Regions from separate parts of the Mus musculus genome. Here region 1 is linked to region 2. Evidence: chromatin contacts called from public ChIA-PET data. All regions are on one chromosome and are shown on one strand. Each heading gives the region's core, a stretch centred on a gene start, on an enhancer-like site or on the middle of the called end of the contact. The rest is flanking DNA. Distances are from core to core; before and after follow the strand shown. Region 1 has its middle 8.8 kb from the start of Trpv4. Region 2 has its middle 25 kb from the start of Gm34722.

Region 1 (4,092 bases), core at 1,245-3,744, 160 kb after region 2:
GGCCAGGGGACACTTCAGAGATGGCGCAGGGAGGGACTTTAGGGGTTCTTAACTGGGGTCCCGGGTTGGCTGCTGGTGTGGATGTAGGTTTGTGAGATGTGAATGAGCCTGTCTCAAGCAAGGGCTAGGGCGGTTGTCGGGGACGAGGTCTCGGGTATCCTGCTTTGAATTGGCTGTGTGGCTGAGGAAGACCTTGAACTTCTGATCCTCCTGCTTCCTTCCGCCCCCCCCCCCAAGTCTGGGATAATAGGTGTGTGCCAGCCACCGCATCCAGACATTGGGATGCTGGGGCTTTGCCTGCCAGGAGAGCACTCTAGTGACCGAGCTATAGTCCCAGGACTTGGAAGACACCCCACCCCCACCCACCAGGTCAGACCACAAAGGCAGGCGATGCTGGTGCCAGTGTTGATGCCAATCAGGAGGAGCCAGGTGCTAGGACTATCAACGCTTCTCCAGAGTCCATGACCAGGGCCTCCTTGAGCACCTGGCGAACAGCTGCTTATAGTGTCAACGTTGTCACTGTCTTCTCACTAAAACAGTTCTCTGTTCTTGGAATAGAAGCCAAGCCCCTCTAGTAAACTCAGCACCTATGGGAGACATCTTCCCTAGACGGCCAGGCTCTGCCTACATGGGCCTCTCTCTCTCTGTCCCTAGCACATACCAACTCATACCCAAGTGGTAGAACTTGCCCGTCGTGTAAGAGCATTAGACGTGGTATTTGTCCCTCGCGCTATCAGGAAAGACAGATGTTCCTCCCTAACTCCAGGGCTTTTGCACGAAATATTACCAGCCTCTTGCTGTAACCTGCTCAGGTTTCAGCTCTAAGGACATCTCTTCAGAGAGTTCTACGTCAGTCAGCTCCCAGGTTAAATCAGGACTCCGTAAGTAATCCCCATGACAACGTCCCGTCTGCCATTCACTCTCAAACCTCGTGACTCTCTCTGCTCTGGGGCTGGGGCTGGTGCCTCTGTGCCATGTTGCAGGATTCGCTGAGCCTACATCAGGGTCTTGTGCAGAGTAGATGCTCTGTAAACAGGAGCTGAAGGACTCTTTCCAGGCAATCATCACAGACCAAGGAATGACTTAGGGTTAGTTACCAAGTAGCTGTGACTGTCAGCCTTCTCTGGGGCTCAAGGCTGCAGAGTGTGGTCCCCTCCCAGGACACAGGCTAAGGACTGATGTTACTACACGGCTAGGATAAGCCAGACACTGCTCTTTGGGCTTAGGTGTCCATTCAGGTGAACAGAACTGAGAAGCTAGAACTTTGAAATATGTAACCAACACTGCCCCACCCCCCATTTAAAGATGACAAAATGGAGGTCCCAAGGAAAGAAGTGATTTACCCAGAGTCATACAACACATTGAGGAGAGGGAGAAATAGCAGCCAGGGGCTGGAGAGATGGCTCAGCGGTTAAGAGCACTGACTGCTCTTCCAGAGATCATGAGTTCAATTCCAAGCAACCACATGGTGGCTAATTCCCTCTTCTGGTGTCTCAAGACAGCTACAGTGTACTCACACATAATAAGTAAAATAAATCTTAAAAAAAAAAAAAAAGAAATAGCAGCCAGATTACAGAACAGTCTAGAATGTCTGTCTGTCTTGAGATAGAGTCTCACTATACAGCCAGGCTCACTCTGTAGACCAGGCTGGCCCCAGACTCAGTGATCAACATGCCTCTGCCTCCCCAGTGCTGAGACTAAAGGCATGTGCATGTGCCACCGGCATGCTAGGCTGATGTGTCAGCATGAGATCTGATGTGTGGTTGAACAAGAAGTGACTGTGCTGAGGTTTAGCTAATTAAACTGGGGCTAGGTTGTCCCTTGAGGAGCTCCAGCCAGGTGTCAGAATCACAATAAATAAAAAAAATATTAGCAAAGGTGAGTGTTGACAATCTCCCATGCACCAGACATTTTATTATTATTATTATTTGTTTTGGTTTGGTTTGGTTTTTCCAGATAGGGTTTCTCTGTGTATCCCTGGCTGTCCCGGAACTCACTCTGTAGACCAGGCTGGCCTCGAACTCAGAAATCTGTTTGCCTCTGCCTCTCAAGTGCTGGGATTAAAGGCGTGCACCGCTGCCTGGCAATTTATTAATTTTTTAAAAAAAAATCTTATTATATGAGTGTTTTGCCTCTGTGTATATGTGCGCACCACGTGCCCCACAGTGCCCAGAGAGTTCAAAAGAGGGCGCAAGATCCCATGGAACTGGAATTACAGACGGCTGTCATCCTAAACGTGAGGACTGAGAATAACAGCCATCTCTCCAGCGCAATTTATTTACTTACTTACTTATTTTTGTGTCAAGCATTTCCAGACGGTATTTTACATGATCCTGAAAAGTAAAGATTGCTTCTGTAGCGTACACGTGGGGAAACGGGCACAGAGAGGCGTGCAGACAGACCCACGAAAGAACTGTCAGGTGCTGACCGCGCAGCAGCAGCAGAGAGTATGAGACTTTTGGAAGCCTGAAGTCAGAATGCGGAAGTGGACTGTGCCCGCCCACTGTGGGCGTGGCCGCCGGCCGGACGCGGAGGAGTGGTTGGCAGGCCCCGCCCCTGGCTCCCCCAGCAAAGACGCGTGCGGACAGCGCCACCTACCGGACACGCGGAAACTACATCTCACATGCCTTCCACACGGGGGTGCAGTTTTTACACTCTCGCTAAGCAGCTCCAAACCGCTGCAGTCGTCTTGCAGATACCGCGGTAATGTTTAAACTTAAGCCTGGTAAGACCTCGGCGTTACAGATGAGGAAACTGGGGCCTGAAGCGTGGAGGATGCTTCGATCTGTCGTCGGCATCAGGCACACGTTAGAAAAAGTTTGGAGAGTAGGCGTTTTAAGTGAGTGACTCAACAAGCAAATAGGTCAAGCAAACTTCGGACACTTGGAGTTTCTTGGCATAAGAAGTTATTTGAGGGATACCTAAGGGGCTACTTGGGGGTTTGAGGAACCCATTGTCTCACTATTGGGGACATGGAGTGAGATAGGAGTCCCCCGGGGGACGGGGCTGTTTTCTCCTCTGGTAAGTGGGGCTCCTGACATTCCAGGTGAACTGATATTTTGAAGCCCATTGGCTGGGCCTGGTATACCTGTGTTCAGTGTGTGTTCTTTCTCTCCATACCCCAGGAAGAATTCAGTGCCCTAATGACAGGGATGAGCTAGACACCTGTCTCTGGGCTCAAAATCTCCCAGCAGGTGCCCGGAGTGAAGGAGACTGGCCCTGGGCAAGTCTCTCCCTTCTAAAACAAAAAAAAAAAGACGAGCCCTCCCGACCTTACTGCAGTACACTGGAACGAGATGGAAGACACTAGATGGAAGTCTTTTATTGGCAGGTAGCCCAACCTCTCTGCAAGCAATCAGGCCTCACAGACTTCCATCCCCTGGCCATGTCTGAAGCCAGCCTTCCAAACTGGGTACCTGTGTCTCCCTCGGGCACTGCCCAGAGGTCAAGGAAAAATATTTCCCTCTCCTTGTAACCCTAGTATCAGAAAAAGAATCGGCTTTTTCTTCGACCTGGGCAGAATCCAAGGCAAACGAAGAACGCACCCTCCCCTTAATCTAGCCAAGGGACGGTCGTTTTTCAGCCCCCACTGAGAATCATGATTCTCCCCCTCCCCTCATTTGTTGCTCAACAGTCTTGCTATGTAGCCCAGGCTGGCCTTGAACTCACAATCTTCCTACATCTGCTTCTAAAGTGCTGGAATTGCAGCTACATGCCACCAGGTTTAGATACTGGTGTTTCAGAGGAGCTATATATGTGATTTCTTTTATTCTGTGAAACCTCTTTATCTGATTACCAGTTATATTTTTTTGAGTCAGACCAGAAGACAGGCCCTTGAAGGATTTGGCTGAAGGGTCCCTGTTCTAGTTTGCTTTTTGTGGCTACAGCCATACCTCTGACCAAAATCAGCTGGCATGTGTGTGTGTGTGAGAATTTATTTGCCTTACAGGACAGTCCATCATAGAGTGCAGTCAAGGCAGCAACCTGAGGCAGAGACCACAGAGGAACACTAACTCCTAGCTTCCTACACAGCCCAGGTCCTCCTGTCAGGGGATGGCAGCGCCCAGGGTGGGCGGGGCATCCTGCATCAAT
Region 2 (4,073 bases), core at 1,418-3,917:
AATTAGAAAACATTGATTAACTCTGAAAAATGTTGAAGATCCCACAGTATCAAATATCCAACCAACAAATCTTTATGTAAAATAAGTGCATCCATCTGGTGAGTATGCAAATCTGTTTTCATCATTAATAAATGGAAAATTATATATAGAAACATGTGTGTGTGTATGTACACACACATATATATAGACCCTTTTGGTTTTCTTGGAGACAAGGTCGTACTATATAAATCAAACTGGCCTTTGATAGGTAGAACTCACAGATCTACCTGTGTCTGCCTCCCAAGTGCTGGGATCAGTTAAAGGCCTGTGGCACCACCCCTGGTCCTGTAAACCTTCTGATGTACCATCGGTCAGTGTTTGCTCTGTGTTCCTGTTGCATTCACTGGGTTCCCTTGGGTCCCTAGAGAGTCCATGGACAGATGGGGTCATGAATAGGAGGAAGGCTGAAACCTGCTTCAACAGGACTTCCCACACCTCTTTTTTGAGTATATGTGGGGTATGGGACAGGTCTCCTTATGTTGCCCAGACTGGCTTTCAACTCATAGTCTTGTCTCTTCCTCTCAATGATTGGGATCACAGGGTGTGAGACCACGCCAGCCCCTGATCCCCAGACATCTCTCCTGGTTTCTGATATAGATAGATAGATAGATAGATGATAGATAGATAGATAGATAGATAGATTGATTGATTTAGATTTATTTATTTACTACATGTAAGTACACTGTAGCTGTCTTCAGATGCACCAGAAGAGGGCATCAGATCTCATTACAGGTGGTTGTGAGCCACCATGAGTTTGCTGGGATTTGAACTCAGAACCTTTGGAAGAATAGTCAGTGCTCTTAACCGCTGAGCCATCTCTCCAGCCCCTGATTTTTTTTTTTTAATCCTTGGGGTTCTTTGGTGGCAGGTGTTCCCCTGAAACTGAGTCTGTCATCATTGGGAGCAGGTTTCTATGTCTAAGTCCTTCCCTTCCCTTCCCTTCTCTTCCCTTCCCTTCCCTTCCCTTCCCTTCCCTTCCCTTCCCTTCCCTTCCCTTCCTTCCTTCGAGACAGAGTCTCACAATGTAGCTCTGACTAGCATGGAACTCACTATGTAGACCAGGCTGACCCCAGATTCATAACGATCCACCTGCCTCTGCCTCCTGAACACTGGGATTCGAGGTATGTGTGTCCTGCCCAGTTCCCCTTCTCTTGAAGAGATGCTTGCCTCTGGGCCTTGTCTTAACTCTGTCCCAGCTCCTCAGATCATGGCAGTGAGCACATGCCACATGACAAAGAGGCCCAGACCAGAGAACTGACAGGGAGAGGATGGGAAGGTGAGACTTTCAGTTCTACAGCTGGGGAAGCTGGAACCAAGGCATGGCCAGTGTGGTCTGGAGATAGCCCATTCTCTGTGTGCAGGACAGTGACGTGGTATATCCTCTAAAGGAGGAGATACTGTGTCCTCCCATGGCAGAAGGACAGGAGGACAAACAAGCCTCACCTTTGACTCTGAGGTCTTTTAAAGGGGTTCTGATCCCATGGGTGAGTTAGGATCCTCATTAATTACCTCTGACCGGAAGGCCTCTCCATCCCTGAAACCAAGGGCAGCTACATCTCCAATTAAGGCCCCATTCTCTGGGCTGTGGACATCACCACATGCTTCTGAGGACTCAGTTCTATCCACAGAGGCCAGTGGACAGTTGACTGTCACACAATCCTAGAAGCACTGAGTCAGACCCTACATGCCCAGGAGCTACCAGGACATGAGATTTCTGTTCCTAGAATGCCTGCCATCCGTGACTCAAGCGTGGAAGTTTTGGGGTGCAAGGGCTGGGGCTCAGGGAAGGAACAGTGAATGCTAAGGTATCTGTGGACTGCTGTCCTCAGAGATGGACCAGGGAGAAGAAGTGGCTGGGTGGAAAGGGCCCAGGCTCAGCCCCAGCCCTTCCTTCCCTCTCTCCCTTGGCATTCAGATAAACCTGCCCAGAATCTCTGGTATCTGGAGCCTGTGTAAATGGGGTGTAAATTAACTTCAAGAATCACATCTGCAGCCATACTCTGTGTAGCCTGTTTCTGATGAGCCCTGGGGTGGGTTTTGGGTGGGCAGGGTGGACAGCTACAGGTCTGAAAACCCCACGGCTCCTATGGCTTTATCTCTGGAAGCTTCTGTGGTGGAACATGGCTGAACTCCTGGCACGAAGCTCACTGAGGCAAAGAGACTTCCTGGATGCTGGATGTCGAGCGACAGATGGCAGGTTAGGGAGGGGCAAAGTTTAGAGACAGGCAACAAGGCAGTAGAGGGGACCTGAGGGCAAGGCTGGGGGCTGTGTGGCCTCTCAGAGGGTGCAGGGTGGGAGTGGGGGGTACAGAGAGAGCCAAGTGTGGCCTCATGTATTTCCAGGTTTTTCCTGCCGTGTTTGAAGTCTCTGAGCCAGCCAAGATGGACTGGGAAGGAAGGCCTGTCACTATGGCCGGTCCTGAACACCACCTTGCCTTTCTTGACCATACCTTTTCTGAGGGTGCTTTAAAATACCCACATTTTATAGATGAGAAAACGGAGGGCTGGGGCCATTCAGAGGTCCGGGAGTCAGGCACCTTCAGCTGTCTTCATTGTCTTGCCTGGAGCCTAGCAAAAGAGGCTGTGGGCTGGGGAGGTAGCAGAGTGCTTATCTCACACACAGGAAGCCGTGGGTTTCATCCCTAGCCAGACCAGCTGCTTTCCTGTTGTTGTGATCAAACACGATGGCAAGTCAACTTAGAAAAGAGTGCATTTGTGTTTCCTTAAGCACTAGAGTCCACGCTGGTTGGAGCAGAGACAGCAGGTGGCAGGCCTGGTACCAGGTACAAGAAGCTGAAGGATCATATCACGAACCACAAGCACAAAACAGGGAGGGGGGAGTGAGGGAGGAAGAGAATATGAATTAGAAATGGCTACCTTGGGCTGGAGTGTCACATTAGGTTGTGTGGCTTTGGCTGTGACCGCTACGTTATACAGCAGAAGCTGTTCTGTCTTCCCAGACAGAACTCAACCACATCAGAACGGGAAGAAGATAAGCAAATTCGGCTTCTTGCTTGTCTAAGTTCTCTTACCTAGCAACCTTCTACCAACACCTGGCGCTTGGGCCCGTGTTTGCTTTCTCTCTGCTCCTCCCCTCCTGTTTGCCTCCAGCTTGGGGGACCACTGAGCTCCAGCCCAAGACAGCGCCAGACACAGCTGGGACTCCATGTGCAGAGGGATGGGGCTGAGGACACTTGAATTTCTCACGGGACTCCCCCATATCCAGAGCTGTCTGTATGCCTGAAGCCACCCTGCTCCAAACTGGCACAAACTCACTTCCTTTCCTGGAATGTCTTTCGTATTTGTGTCCCAGGACTCCGGCTTACTTGATCTCTGTTGAGGCTCTTCATGGTGTCCTAGGATACCCATCCTAGAGGCTGTTGGGGGCCTCCACGGGGCCCATGTCTGAATTCTGTTGACTCCTGTCCTGGGGGTGCAGGTTGCAAAGGGTGGGTTTGAATGCAATAAAGTTCCACTCTGCTGCACACAAAGGACTGGTGGAGGGGACTTCCCAGATACCCAACAGGGCTCTCCTTTCCTTCCATGCTGCCTAGAATCAGCCATCAGATCTGTGGGATGTCCCCAGGAAGCCCCCATGGAAAACACAGAAAGCAGGAGGCAGGAGTTGATGCAGAGGCCATGGAGGGATGTTACTTACTGGCTTGCTTCCCCTGGCTTGCTCAGCTTTCTTATAGAACCCAGGACCGCCAGCCCAGGGATGGCACCACTCACAATGGGCTCTTCTACCCTTGATCACTAATTGAGACAATGCCTCACAGCTGGATCTCATGGAGGCATTTCCTCAAGGGAGGCTCCTTTCTCTGTGATAACTCCAGCTTGTGTCAAGTGGACACACAAAACCAGCCAGTACACAAACCAAGCAACTTCCATCTTGCTCCCTTGTAACAGGATTCCCCAGCTGGGCTTTTTGACTGTTTTCCCACTGCCAAGGAGTAGAGGGGGCACAAGACCCTCATCTGAGTCTCCAATACTCTCTACCATGTGTTGTGTGCAAGTCTGCCTCAGTAACACAT

Evidence for each region. ChIA-PET counts read pairs in DNA pulled down with a chosen protein or histone mark.
Region 1: an RNA polymerase II ChIA-PET map of memory CD8 T cells shows a contact between it and region 2, with 6 read pairs. The contact joins two enhancer-like sites. A contact is called at or near these places in 1 of 39 promoter capture datasets (liver), 1 of 115 datasets of contacts at active chromatin or transcription factors (memory CD8 T cells) and 1 of 9 other capture datasets (pancreatic islet).

What each region holds. Positions count from the first base shown.
Region 1 is chr5:114,665,132-114,669,223 of GRCm38.p6, forward strand. No RefSeq gene overlaps it. Among named protein-coding and RNA genes, the nearest start is that of Trpv4, 8.8 kb to the left of the region's middle. Within about 2 kb of position 2,495, at least 246 of the 459 cell types and tissues checked have an H3K27ac peak or open chromatin away from gene starts, as enhancers often do. A contact at or near this core is called in memory CD8 T cells and pancreatic islet, where this site is marked.
Region 2 is chr5:114,502,749-114,506,821 of GRCm38.p6, forward strand. No RefSeq gene overlaps it. Among named protein-coding and RNA genes, the nearest start is that of Gm34722, 25 kb to the left of the region's middle. Within about 2 kb of position 2,668, at least 53 of the 459 cell types and tissues checked have an H3K27ac peak or open chromatin away from gene starts, as enhancers often do. A contact at or near this core is called in memory CD8 T cells and pancreatic islet, where this site is marked.